Linked DNA regions of Pan troglodytes: region 2 is linked to region 1. Evidence: chromatin contacts called from public Hi-C data. All regions are on one chromosome and are shown on one strand. The core of a region is the stretch at or near the end of the contact, and the rest is flanking DNA. Distances in the headings are between cores, read along the strand shown.

Evidence for each region. Hi-C and Micro-C count contacts between places; a contact is called where the count stands out from the background.
Region 2: a Hi-C map of stem cell-derived neural progenitor cells shows a contact between it and region 1, with 4 times the contacts expected there. The contact joins the promoter of IGF2 here to the enhancer-like site in region 1. A contact is called at or near these places in 3 of 7 Hi-C or Micro-C datasets (induced pluripotent stem cells and stem cell-derived neural progenitor cells).

Annotation. Positions count from the first base shown.
Region 1 is chr9:6,231,287-6,237,571 of NHGRI_mPanTro3-v2.0_pri, forward strand. No RefSeq gene overlaps it. Among named protein-coding and RNA genes, the nearest start is that of MRPL23, 21 kb to the left of the region's middle. Within about 2 kb of position 2,010, at least 4 of the 24 cell types and tissues checked have an H3K27ac peak or open chromatin away from gene starts, as enhancers often do. A contact at or near this core is called in induced pluripotent stem cells and stem cell-derived neural progenitor cells, where this site is marked.
Region 2 is chr9:6,412,552-6,418,841 of NHGRI_mPanTro3-v2.0_pri, forward strand. It overlaps IGF2 (insulin like growth factor 2), which reads right to left and starts at 2,280. Exons shown (of 4, transcript XM_016920179.4): 1 at 2,195-2,280. It overlaps IGF2-AS (IGF2 antisense RNA), which reads left to right. Exons shown (of 3, transcript XR_002938414.3): 2 at 985-1,156; 3 at 1,947-3,304. It also overlaps the pseudogene LOC134807324.

The DNA of each region.
Region 1 (6,285 bases), core at 760-3,259:
GCTCTGTGCTGCTGCTGCTGTTTTTCTTTCGGTTTAACAAAACAAACCCCACCAGCCGGCAATGGACTGCTCCTGATACGCATCCCTCCTCACCCTCCAGAGGCCCCGCTGCTGGGCACAGAGGTCTTCAGAGCCTGGGATCATGGACCCTCTCCTCCCAACAGCTCTTCAGGGCAGCCCATGGGGTGCTCGTGGCTTGAGTGAATGGTTGGTTCCCGTCCTGCTGGAGGAGGGGGCGCCCGCCAGGCCCGGGCCTCAGCTCTGAAGTCTGGGAAAAGCCCTCTGGCATCCTGCTAGGGTGCAGGTGTGGCTGAGAACACTGCGGAGCAAGCATGCTCAGAACATCAGCCCCCAAGGGTTCCCGGGAACCCAGAGTCCCGGAGCTGGACAGCCGGCTGAAGGATCCCCTAGGTCCTGGGCGACCCCACGCGTGCCCGCGGGATGAGGCAGCTTACACTCTAGAAGGTGCCTCCCAAAATAAAACCCAGGCTCGGGGCCCTGAGGGGACCCTGTGGGGGGGCCCTGTGGGGCTTAGGACCAGCTGCTCTTCCCATCTCAGCCATGTCCTCCCTACCAGAACATCCCCTGCTCGCCTGGGCCCCTGGGCCTCACCCCAGCTAAATCCACCCGGGCCCCTCAGCTGGTACATAACAGGGAAACTATGTGTTCCGAGCCTCCCTCGGGGCTCAGGGAGGACGTGCCCACTTGTGCAGGGTGAGGGGCCAGCAGCTGCCCGGGGAGCGTGATGAAGGCCTCCAGGAATGCCCTTTATCTGAGGGTATCTGGTTGCCCGCCGGGATGCCGGGAAGCCAGAGTTCCAGCCCTCCCCTGACTCCTGCGAAAACAGAAATAGCTCAGGGAGATGGGACACAGTTGTCCACATCAGTCAAGAGGACCCAGCCAGCACGGCCGTTTCTGAACTCTTCTGACCTCAGGCTTTTCCAAGAGTCGCCGCCCGGAGGCCCCTCAGCCCCCAGCCAGGGAAGCTGCTAGGCCCTCCGGAACCCCCAGGAAGGGGCTAAGAAGGGGCCGCACTGGTCATGCAGAGACCATTTCTGCCACTCCCAAGTTGTTGAGGTCCGAGCCTCTCCTGGCAGCATGGGGCGGGGGCACGTGGGCAGCAGCTTCTGCAGGGGCCACCTTCTGCCCAGGCTTCCTCATATTTGCCTGGGGTCCCCCGCCGCAGGCTCAGCTGCAAGCAGCAGATAGGACCCTGGGTTGGCTGGGGGACCCTGGGGCGTGGAGGGGCTGTGTGGGGCTGTGGGTGCAGGAAGAGACGTGCTCCTCGTCAGGGGGCAGGGACACAGCAGAAACCCAGGGCGCTTCTCACACCCAGCAGCCTGGACCTGAGACGGCTGGGGGGCCCCCGAGGACAGACAGGGTGGCTGGGCGGGGTGCTGTGGGGATGCAAGGGCAGGCGCTGGAGCAGCGGCCTGGGCCTCACACGCTGGACCTTGTGCCTGTCCGTCAGGCTCATGGAACATTCTCGACAAGGCCTGGGAGCCGGGGGCCAGGGCGTGGGCATCCTGAGGGGGTGCCATCTGTGGTGGACACGCAGGACTCTTGGTCTGCCTGAGGTATGACCCCTCCCAGCCATGCCTGGTGTCATCACCATGGCAACACCGGGAGAGGCAGGCAAACACAGGACAACAGACCAGTCTGGCTCTCCATGTCCCCTGGAGGGGGCAGGACGGTTGGGGAGAAACCCTCTCGGCAGCCTCAAGCCAGCCCTGCCCCACCCGCTGGGCTCGGACCACGCAAAGCACATGGGGGGGCCGGTAGGGGGCTTGGGCAGACATGGCCAAGTCCCCAGGCCCGGGTTCAGGGTCGCCCAGCATCTTGGAGTTTGGGGAGAAAGCAGTTTGGCCTCTCCCACACCCACATTCTGGGAGCTTCCAGGCGATTAGCGCCTTGGGCAGGCGTCCGGCCCCTTTAGGAGGCCTCTGTCTCCTTCCGCTACAAAGGAGGGAGCCCCCTGCCTCTCAGGACACGGGGGCCTCAGGCTCATTCAGGAGTGCTGGGCTGGGCCACCAGGTCCCGGTCTCCAGGGACGCCGGCCTCAGCCTGCCTGGTGGGGGCAGCAGAGCAGTGCGGTCGGTCGGACGCCTCCCTCTCCCCGCTTGGGGGGCCTCCTGCCCCCAGCCCAGCCGGTTTGCTCCACATGGCGCCTTCCCACCACCCCCTCCCCCGGAATGCAGTCCCAGAACACAGGTCTGGAGCGCACACCCAGCCCCCGGGCAGCCCCACCCTCCTTCCGGGCAGCCTGCCCTCCCGGCCCTGGGCAGGGGGGGCTCGGGGCGTTGTCTGATGTCTGAGGTGGAGGCCGTCTTCAGGGTGGGGGCTGTTGGAAACAGCTTGGAGAAGTTATGTCTGTCACCCACAGAGAAATCGAGTCAAGAGCCGGGTGTGTGGCAGCTCTGTTCCCGTCTCCCTGAGGCCAGGACCTGGCGGGCCTGGCAGCTCAGAGTCCAAGACCCCCACACCCAGGCTTGACCTCAGGAGTCGTGTGTGCAGGACGCCCCCACCACCCAACCCAGGGCGGCGCTGCCGGTCAGAAAGGCCGTGGGCGGTGGTGGCCACGTTGTCCTTCCCCAGCTTAGCTGTCCACAACCTGATCCCTCAGTGAGGCCTAAGTTAGGGTCTGAGTGAGAGGGCCAGGGGCCTCAGCCGTCATGGAAACCCGAGCCTTGGCAGCAGCGGCACCCACTCCAAGTTCCGGGGAGCGGGGTGCACGCGGGAGAGCGGCAGGATGTGCTTCCCGAAGGCCCGAGGCCTGCAGGCTGCACTAGGACGGCCCCTCCTGCCGGACCCCTCGCCCCAGCCCTGTAGCTCCAGCCCTGCAGGGCCTCTCTCAGTCACCCCCTCCCAGCCGCGGGTGGGAGGGAGGGAGCGTGAGCCTGAGCCTCCCCCAGCGAGGCCGCCAGGCCCCTGCCTTCCCGGCCTGGCGTCTGCTTTCTGTGTTAGAGGGATCGAGTTCGCCCCTCCTCGAGGGGCTGGGTCTTATCTCTGGGAAAGAGATTACAGAGTTTCTGACATTAAATTTTCATGCTGAAGTTTTCAGCATGTAGTTTGAAAAGTATTTTTTTCAAATAACACCTGGAGAGGAGGGACGCGGGAGGAAGTCAAGCCTGCTCGCCATAAAACTTTGAACTTGGGGGTGGAGGGACACCCTGTCCGGCACCCCCTCCCCGCTCCGCCACAAACGTCTCCCGCCCTCCCCCAGTGTGAGTTATTGATTCCGGCCGTGAGAGCCTCCTCCAGCCCCCACCCCCACCCCGGGTCTGCTCCAGCCCAGCCCCCTGCAGCTGCCCTCGGCCTGGCAGTGGGTGCCATGCCGCTGTGCCCCTCCGCCCACCCGCCTGTGGTCCGTTCAGCCCAGGCCCTGCTCTCCCCATTTTGTTCTTTGTTCTGTGCAGGGCTCTGGAAAGCCCTGCACGTGTTTGCTGCAGCCCCGCAGGCCAGCCGTGGGATCCCCGGGAGAGGCCAGCCTCCTGGGCCCAGCCGCTCTGTGCCCAAGGTGGTCCTGGGGTCCGGGGCCCGTGTTGCCATCTGTGGGCCGCAGACTCAGAAGGGCCTGCTCTTTGTGTCCTTTGGTACTTGAAGGGGCCCTCTTGGAAAATCCAGCCTTGAGCTTGTCTGTTGGGTCATTTTGGGGATTTGCAAACACTGGGGCACGAGAAGTCACCTTGCTGACCCTGTCCCACCTCGTTATGTCACAGCCAGGGTGCTGCGGCACCTGATGGAGCCCGGGAGTCCTGGCGGGCAGAGGGAGCTGAGGGTGGCAGGGGTGGGGCAGGCAGCCGGGCTCCCCTATTGCCTTCCTCCGAGCTTCCCCAGCCTCCTGAGCATCCCGATCCGGGCCAAGTCCTGGACTTTGCTCCTCTGCACCCTCACGTCCACCACTCGTCCCTGTCCTCCCGGGGCCTTGGCCTGGCCACAGCCCTGCTTCCTGTCCAGCCCTCCCATCTGTCTTTCCCCAATGCTGTGGCTGCTCCAGCCCATACTTCTCGCCATGCGTGGGTTCAGGAGCCAGCCCCTGCAAGGCTGCCTTAGCCCAAGCCGCCAGCCCGAAGCCAGCCCTTCCACCCAGCGCCCCTCCACCTTCCAGCCACACAGAGGGCCCCCCAGTGCGCCCCTGGAACTCCTCTCTCTTCCACACCATCCACCTCCTGACACTGCCTGGGCTCTGGTCCGGCCCAAAAGAACACAGTGCCACTTTCCGGCTGCCCCGGGCCCTGGCTCGGCTGCCCTGAGCCCTCCAGCGTCCTGCTCCGCAGCTGGGGCCTCTCCGGCCCTGCCCTCCACCACCTCACAATACACTTTCCTTGGGGGATATTGCACTCCATCTGCCCACCCGCCGCCCGTGATCTCCCTGGGGCCTGCTCCACGAGGGATGCTCACGAACTGGGTGAGGGGACAGAGGAACCAGGACAGAATGCCCCCGGGGCCAGCCCTCTGCCTTGCACCAGCCACCCAACCTGCCTCGGGCCCAGGTCCACTCCCAATTCCTTCCCCTCACCTGGGATCCCCAACAGACCCCACACCCAGCCTGGCCAGGCCATCCCAACTCTATGGCTCCCGGACATTGCCCGGTCCCTCCTTGGCCCATGACCTTTAGCGGGTGACACGTCAGGACAGAGAGGGCAGCTGAGGGCACAATCCCGGATCTTCCTGCTGCCCACCAGCCCTCCTCTTTCAGGGAAGACCCTCAGGATCTGCCTCTGGGTTCCTCCCCACCTCCTCAGGGACCCTTCTCTGCAGTCTTGGACCAAGGCTGGCAGGCACGTGGGGCCACCCCAGGTGAGCCCTCTCCTCCTTCGCAGTGAGAACTGGGGGCAGAGGAAGGGGGAACAAAGCGGGGACCACACTCAGGTCAGGAGGTCGGGTGCCTCTGTCCACCTTCTTTCTCCCCCTGCTCAGGGTCTTGGAGGAGGTAGGGGAGGTAACAGCCACCTGGGCAGGGCACCGGACGAGGGAGGATGCTAACCTCCAGTGACAGGGCAGTAAGTATCCGGGGCGTGCCCGTCCCCGGATGCCCTGGAAATGGGAGATGGGCCGGCCGTGCCCCGGGCTGGGCAGTGAGTGAAGGCCCCATGCTCCTTCCTGTCCCTCGGGCCTGGCTTGGCCTGTGGGGCTTGGCGGGGCAGCACTTTCTGCAGACTCCAAACACAGCAAGCTCAGCTGGCTAGCTAGTGCCGGACCCACTGCTGGGAGAGGCAGCCAGGGCTCCAGGGCTGCCCCGCACCCCACCTCGTGCCGGGCACCGCCATGTTCCCCTCCTGCACACTGCGCCACAGTGCTGGCCGGCCGTCCCTCCCCTCCTTTGAGACTCCTTCCCCCTTCTCTCGGGTCTCTCACCTCTCCCTGCCCTTCTTCCTCCCCTCGCAGCCCTCCCAGACACCCAGCAAGGAGCAAAATGGCCAGGGCAGCACCCTCTGTTTCCGGAGCAGCTGCAGCAAGGGGTGGTCAACCTGGGGGACCAGGGACCCCAGACCCGCTTGGAGTCCTGTGGGTGGCCGCATTCCCAGGAAGGCTGGATCCGGAGGACCGGCCAACAGGATCGCTCAGGATGGAAGTCTTCTACTCAAGTAAGACCTTGGCAGCCTTGGTGTCGGCTCCATAGTCACCCTACGCTGCCATGTGGGAAGATTCCCATGCGCCAGCTGCAGACCCAAAGTCCAGGCAAGTTGGGGCTTTGAGGGGCACAGAGGGAACCCCCGGTCATACAGTGAAGAGAGCAGCAATGGACGGCCACGCAGTACTGCAACATGGTGGGCTCCAGGGCAGACGCCAGGAGCCCCGGACCCGGGATGGGGCCACTCGCCCGGCTTGGCCACACAGCAGCCCCACCCGGCTCTAAAAGCAAGACCTTCAGGGGCTCCAGGCGAGCTCTGGCCATCCCTGGATGCGGTGTTTCCTCCAGCCCTTCCCATGGCAAGATGCCCTGCTCCCCACCTGGCCCGCCTGCCCTCCCACCTCCCATACCTCCCCCGGCCACCATCTCCGTGGCCCACAGCTCCTCCCAGCCTGGTCTCACCTTTCGACCAGCTTGCTGCAGTTTGAGATGGGACCAGGAAGGAAAGAGAAGGTTCTGGGAGGAGGAGGAGGAGGCTGCCAAGTGGCTGGTGCCAGGGCCGGGCTGGCAGGCGGGAGACTAGGAGAATGGAGACGGATGGGGGACGAGGTAGACATGTGGAGAAATAGAATGGGTTTTGGGAGATGGCAGAGACCAGGAGACGGAGAAGAGCCTGGAGGAAAGGGCCCCACCCCGAGGGAGGAAGGGAG
Region 2 (6,290 bases), core at 1,030-3,529, 180 kb after region 1:
GTCATGGACAAAACCAGGGCCCCCAGGGCCAGCTCTAGGCTCCCCCCACCTTCTGCTCCACGCCTGCTTCCCAGGCTGGGGACAGGTTGGGCATCGGGGGTGAGCCCCAGTTCCGAGTTGTGGGTTCTCCTCCTCTTTGGGGGTGCTGGGGACAATTACACCAGTGACCTGTTTGGGGGTCCCTTCCCTTTGTTCTGCCCTGCCGAGGTGCCTTTCCCCAGGGAGCCACCGATCATGCTTGGAAACGCATGCCTGGACTTTTTGAGGTAGGAAGAAGGCTGAGGGTCACCTTGGGGTGCCCACAGCAGGGTGTAGTGGCCCTGTAGGGAGGGAGGAGCAGGTGGGGGAGTGGGGGGACACACATGTTCCCCCTCCCTCATGGGGCTGCCTGCTGAGTGCTCTCCTTATTTAGTCAGAAGTGACCAGGGCAGGCTGGAGGCTGGGGCAGACGCGGGTCACCCTGGGGCTCAAAAAGCACACCGGCTCCCCTCTAGTCAAGACCAGCATCGGGGTTCTTCCTCAAGACTGGCTCCTCCCCCACTACTTCCAGCCCCCGGAGGTAGGAAGGGTCCCGCCAGCAGTCCAAGGGTGTCGGGAGGGGGCCAGGGTCTCCTCCCACCCAGAGCTTGGCTGGTGGGAACTTTAGCCCCAAGCAGCGTCCGCCCCCCAGCCGTGAACCAGCACCTCACCAGGGCAACGCTGGTCTCCTCTCCACTGGCAAACCCACATTCCACAGAGGATGAACATCCCCTCAAGGACTCAGACTCACCCCATGGAGCCTGGCCCATGCCCCAGCCTCGGCCTGTGGCTGCTCCCCATCCCCTCGCTCACCAGTCCTGAAGTGGGCCTTTCTCATTCCCGTTTCCTCCCCAGCTCTGGCGCTGAGCTCACCGCTCCGCCGTCGGTGGGACCAAGCCCAGCATTTTACAAACCCAGCTCCTTTCTCCAAGGGTCCTCAGAGTGCCCCTCCGTCACCCCCTGCAGGGCGCCGCAGACGAGGCGTTGACCTTGCGCTCGCTCCCCTCGCTGGGGAAGGACACACTCGCTGGCGTCAGCCCGGCCGGCCTGGGAAGTCAGACTAAGGACCCGAACTGCAACCCTCCACACCAGACAGCACAGACCACCCCAAGGCTGCTCAATCTGCCCAAAGCCAAAAGTATGTGGGGGATATGGGTCCAGGTTGGGGTGCTTGGGAGAGGGCCCTGGGAGAGGGGTTCAGACGGTGCACACTCCAAAGGACTGAGGCGGCGCCACTGTGTTACCATTTTATTGAGTGTCTAAGGTAAAGACACCTTTGAAAGAACACTCCCGGCTTCTATCTGGGATGGGCAAACCAGCCTGAAGGGTCACCTGCTGGATCCCTGCCTGCAGGCCCTGTCGTGGGGCAGGTGCAGGGACTCCAATCCATGTGCCTCCAGCTCCAACGCTCCCCAAGTCCTGGAGCCTCCCCTGTCACCCCAGTGCCTGACCAGTGAATGGGTGCTGTCCCCACTACAGAGCTCCCTCTGGTTGAGGCAGAAGCCACTGGCTGGGCCTTTCTAGCCACCTTTCACCCCCCTTGCACACGGGAAGCCCCGCAGGCTCCTGACCGCAATGGGATCCTGACGCCGGAGCCCCTTAGGCCCTTTGCTCAGAAGGCCTCTGGTTATTACCTCAATTCTGAACAGCCAGGAGGCCTGAGACTGTCACCCACTTTGATAAATACAGACTGACAGAAAGGTCAGGCCATTGGTGCAAGACCCCATGGCCAGCAGCCTGGGGCGGGGAGAACCCGGGGGTCTCACAGCCCCCAGCAGAGCCCAGCTTTCCTTGGGTTTTTGGGTTCTTCCCCAATGATATTTTCCCTTTTTCCCTCTCTACCCACTTTCTGCCCCCCATCTTCTCCCCTTTGGCTGCCCGCTCTCTCCCTGCCCCTCTCCCCTTCTTTGCCCTCTTTCCTCTCCCAGGAGCTCCCCTGCCAGGACCTCGGTGCCGTGGAGACTGCGGGGAACCTGCTCTGCCCACACCTGCTCTGGCCCCTGGACGGAAGCACCTGGAGCCAACCACGGAACTCCAGATCCCAGCTGTGTGACTGAATCCACGCCAGCCTCTCTGAGCCAAAGCTGCTTGCAGAAGGGGGAGATCCCAGTTCGAAGACTCCCGCGCAGAGCCTGTGGCCCTCTCTGCCAGGCCTCAGGGTGCCTGAGACACTCACCTCTCTGCCTCTGCAGTTGGCGCTGAGGCTGGGGCTGGCCGCCAGCCTCAGTTCTGGGAGCGCTGGGGTCGCCTGGGCCACAGGCCGCAGCAGCTCACCTCAGGACTGGGCTCTCTGGCCTGCTGGGGCTCAGGCTGTGGGGCAGGCTGGGCAGGGGGCTGAGCTGGCAGCGATTCAGAGCCCTGGGGCTGGGGGCTGGAATCCACCTCCTCCCACACAAGCTCGGTGGTGACTCTTCGGCCCCTGGGGAAAAACAAAAAGATATTGCTGAGATGACCTCTTTTAAAAGCAAAGCCCCCCCTCCCCATACACCCCAAGCCTGAGCCCTGTGCCATCCCCCTCCCCGGGTTCCTTCAGGTCACCTTGTCAGGATTTGGGCAGCGGCTCCCCCTCTAGCCCCTCCCCCGCCTAGAGCTCCCGTTTTCAAAGTATAAGGGAGGGAAGAAGTGGTGAGAAGTTTGCCTAGAAAGGGCTTCCCGGTGCTGATGGAGAGGCCGAGACCCTTCTGTTGGACAGCTGCCCTGTTCCTGGGTGAGGATGGGCTTCTGCCTGGCACTGGGGGTGGAGGGTGCACACGAATGGCCCGCCTTGAGGGGTCATGGCACAGAATATGAAAGCCTCCTCCACCTCCAAACACCCCCACCTTGGAAGGAGATAAGGAGGGGGCCCCAGCAAAAGCCACTGGACACACAGCTCTGCTTGACGAGGCCAGTGAGGGAGGGGGTGGCTGTGCTTCCTGGGGAAATGAACCCCCGCCCCACAGACACCACCCTGGGTGGATTGAGGAGTCTGGGTCCAGGGTGCAACAGAGAAAAACTTCATGCATGAATGAGCATTCCCAGGGAAACTGCCTTGGCCCCAGGGCCCCTCTCTGTGCCAGGGAGGCTGGGAGGGCAGCAAGGGGGACCAGGTGCGCCATCAGGAGGAGAGAAGCTAAACCTAGGGGGACATGGAGGGCCGTTGTTGCCTCTCCCGGCATTTCTCCTCAGTCTCCTGTCCAATTTCTTGCTGGTGGTCAGGAGGCATAGGGAGGCAGGAGGGAAGGAAGCTTTACCTTTAAAATGGTGTATATATATATATATATATATAAATAAAATATCTGCGCCAGAATCTCGGGCCCCTGGCTCCTCTGCAAAGTCTCCTGTTTGTCTCTGGGAATGGGATGGGGGATGCAACGGGAGGAAACTTTTCACACAGAAAGACTCTTCCTTTCACACTTGTGAAGACAGCTGTGTGTTCCCGCTGGGAAGAGCAGCCTAGCCCTCCTCCCCTACCCCTCCCATTTTGCTTGGTGAATTAGTCAAGGAAAACCTATTTTCCTTGCAAAAGCCTCAGTGGCTTTGTGCAGCCCTAAAGAAGAACCCTCTCCACAATGGCCTTTCCTGCACACCCCATCCCTGAAGTTGAGGCTGCTCTCAGGAGGCTTCCCTGCACCCTCCAGCAGCAGCAGTTCTTCCCCTCCTTCAGAAACCAGGATCCTGGCAGCTGCCCCAAGCTCCCGGCCCACCCACGCCTGAACACTTAAAGTGCAGCTTTTCTCTCACGCTCAAGGGATGGGAGCCCAGTTACCTGTACTCTAGTCCCTGCGCAGTCCCCGCAGCTCCTGGACAGTGGATAAAGAGGACCGGGGAGTCACTGGTTCCCAAGGCTCTCTGCCGAAACTGCCTGGATGATGATCCGCCGGCCTGGCCGATATTAGCAGTCACCACCAAAGCAGGGGGTGCCCTGGCTGTGGCGTCCAGACCCTCTGGCCAGGTTGACGTGGAGGAGGAGAGGGACAAAGCTGAGGCTGGAGACACGAAGGGCACTTTTAGAGTGTGCATGTTAATACGGCCCCTACAGATGGGAGAGCCTCATCTCCGCTGAGCATGGCACCTGCTCAAATGCCAACTGAAATGATGGGTTTACCCCTCACCTCCTCATCCCCTCCACTCGTTTCCCTGAGCCCCTCCGAATTTGGGGAGCTTTGTGCCAACTTGGTAGTGCTGAGGCCGCTGGGGCAGCTGGCTCAGGCACTTTCCAGCACCAGGGCATGGTACATTAGGGGGTGGAGGTTTGGCCCACCCCTGACCTGGCAGAAAGGCGCCTGTGGGCGTGGGCATAAGCCAGAAGCTCCCTGCCAGCTAGGAGGTGGGGGCTATGTGGAGGTGGTGGGGAGTGGGTGTAGCTTTACTTAGAGTGACACTTGGCAGTTACTTGACACCCCGGAATGTTGGTGGACGTGGCACTGGTAAAATCGGGGGGGGGGATAAGGGGGACAAAGCAGCATTCAAGAATGAGCAGAAAAATTGGATTTGAGGTGCTCCCAGTACAGTTATGTACTGTGCAGTTAGGTCCTTCCATCTTCCATGAGCAAGGTACTCAGCTGGGGGGGTTTTCACTTCACTGGTCACGTCTGATCTGACCTCGGACACACCCTGTGTGGTACTAAGCTCTAATGACACTGCTGCAGGGGGCACTTGCAGGCATTTCTGGATTGGGCGATTGGACAGGTTCGCAGCCTTTCTAATTAAAGCACAGACTCAAAGCTGGCAGCAGCTGGGTGAGGGTTCATATAGAAGCATCCACCAGATTGGACTAAATCACACTGGAAATTTCTAACCTCTTCCCCAAGCTAGCAAAGACTCAGGAAGAGGCAAAGACGTGTACTTTCCAGAGAGCCACCAGTCCCTACCCTCCCAACATCCATGCACCCCAACCACCTTCAGTGTGATTAGTTTTACTAGCCTGTGTTGGGATTTAATTGTCCCCTCTCCCTTTTTCTTTCAAGCCCTCGTCTTAAATCCCTTCATTAGCTGGAGGAATAGGACATCTAGTGGGGATAACAAGGATTTCAGCAGGGAAGAGAGTTAGACTTGAAGGGGATTCAAATCTGGCATGTGTTGGGGGATGTCTCAAATAAGACGTAGATGCCCCAGAGCCATGCCCTCCCATGGGAGGAGGGAAAATGGGATTTTTCACTCGGCTTTTGAGTGGGGAGGGATGTTAATGGCCCTGTCAGGTCCAGAGCACTGAATGGGTTCGCAGTCTTTCCAGCTAAAGCACAGACTCAGAGCTGGCAGCAGCTCAGGGAGGGCTCAGATAGAATCACCCATTGGATTAGATCAAGTCTTACTGGGAATTCGACACCTCTTCCTCAAGCCTGCAGGAAGAGAAAGCACAAAACAAAGACTCAGGGAAAGAAACAAAACAAAGATACAAGGAGGTCAGCATGAAGCAGCCCTTGCTCCGGGGCTCTATGGCTTAGAGACCCCGTAGCATGTGCTGGTCCCAGTGTCTGCTGCAAGATGCCCAAATGTTGCAAACAGCGACTGCCAGAGCCCTCTGGAGACACTTGGCTGGGACTTTCCAAGCTGCAGATGGACCTAGAGAGAGTGACGGGCTGACACCCAGCCAGATGAAGTGATTCCATGGGATGCCCCCCAAATGAAGAGTCCCCAGGTTGAGGAGGTGGGCAGCTACGGGGCTGAAAGGGAAGCAGCCCACAGGTCAAACTCCTGGAAACCTGGAGCCTCCCAGGCCCACAATGGTGTCTTGAATCCAAACTCTGCCCTGGACTGGAATTCCGTCTCTGGATGGGCCCAGGAGGAGCTCACTCTAGTCTCCAAGGCTATTTTATCCCATCAGGATCTTGGAACCCAGGGTGTGTAAACAGGAGAAGGAGAGCAGGGAGAAGCGGTCAGGATAGAAAGGGCCCCCGGGGAGCAGCTAAGCCATGGTGCCACCGAGGCAGGACTAGAGGCATTGGGGATCAGTGGGTTCGGGTGTGAGGGCTGTGGCCCCACAGCACTACATTCCACAGATTTTCCACGCAAGGGTCTGGGGGACACATGCTTTATGGAGACAGGTGAGAGGGACCGCAAAATGGACAAAAACTGGGGTGCAGGATTGAGGGACACGACATAGAAAAACCTCCTTCCTCCACTGCCTCTTAGGCCTGGGAGAGGCTCAGCCCACCCTTGTTCATGCATGAGAGTCTTGGGAACCCCCAGAAATCTGCTACACCAAGCTTTCGCCATTTAGCTTCTTAAGTGGCCTTATGCTGACCCCTGGCGGCCATTTCTAGAATTACAGTGGCATAACCCAAAGGTCTTGG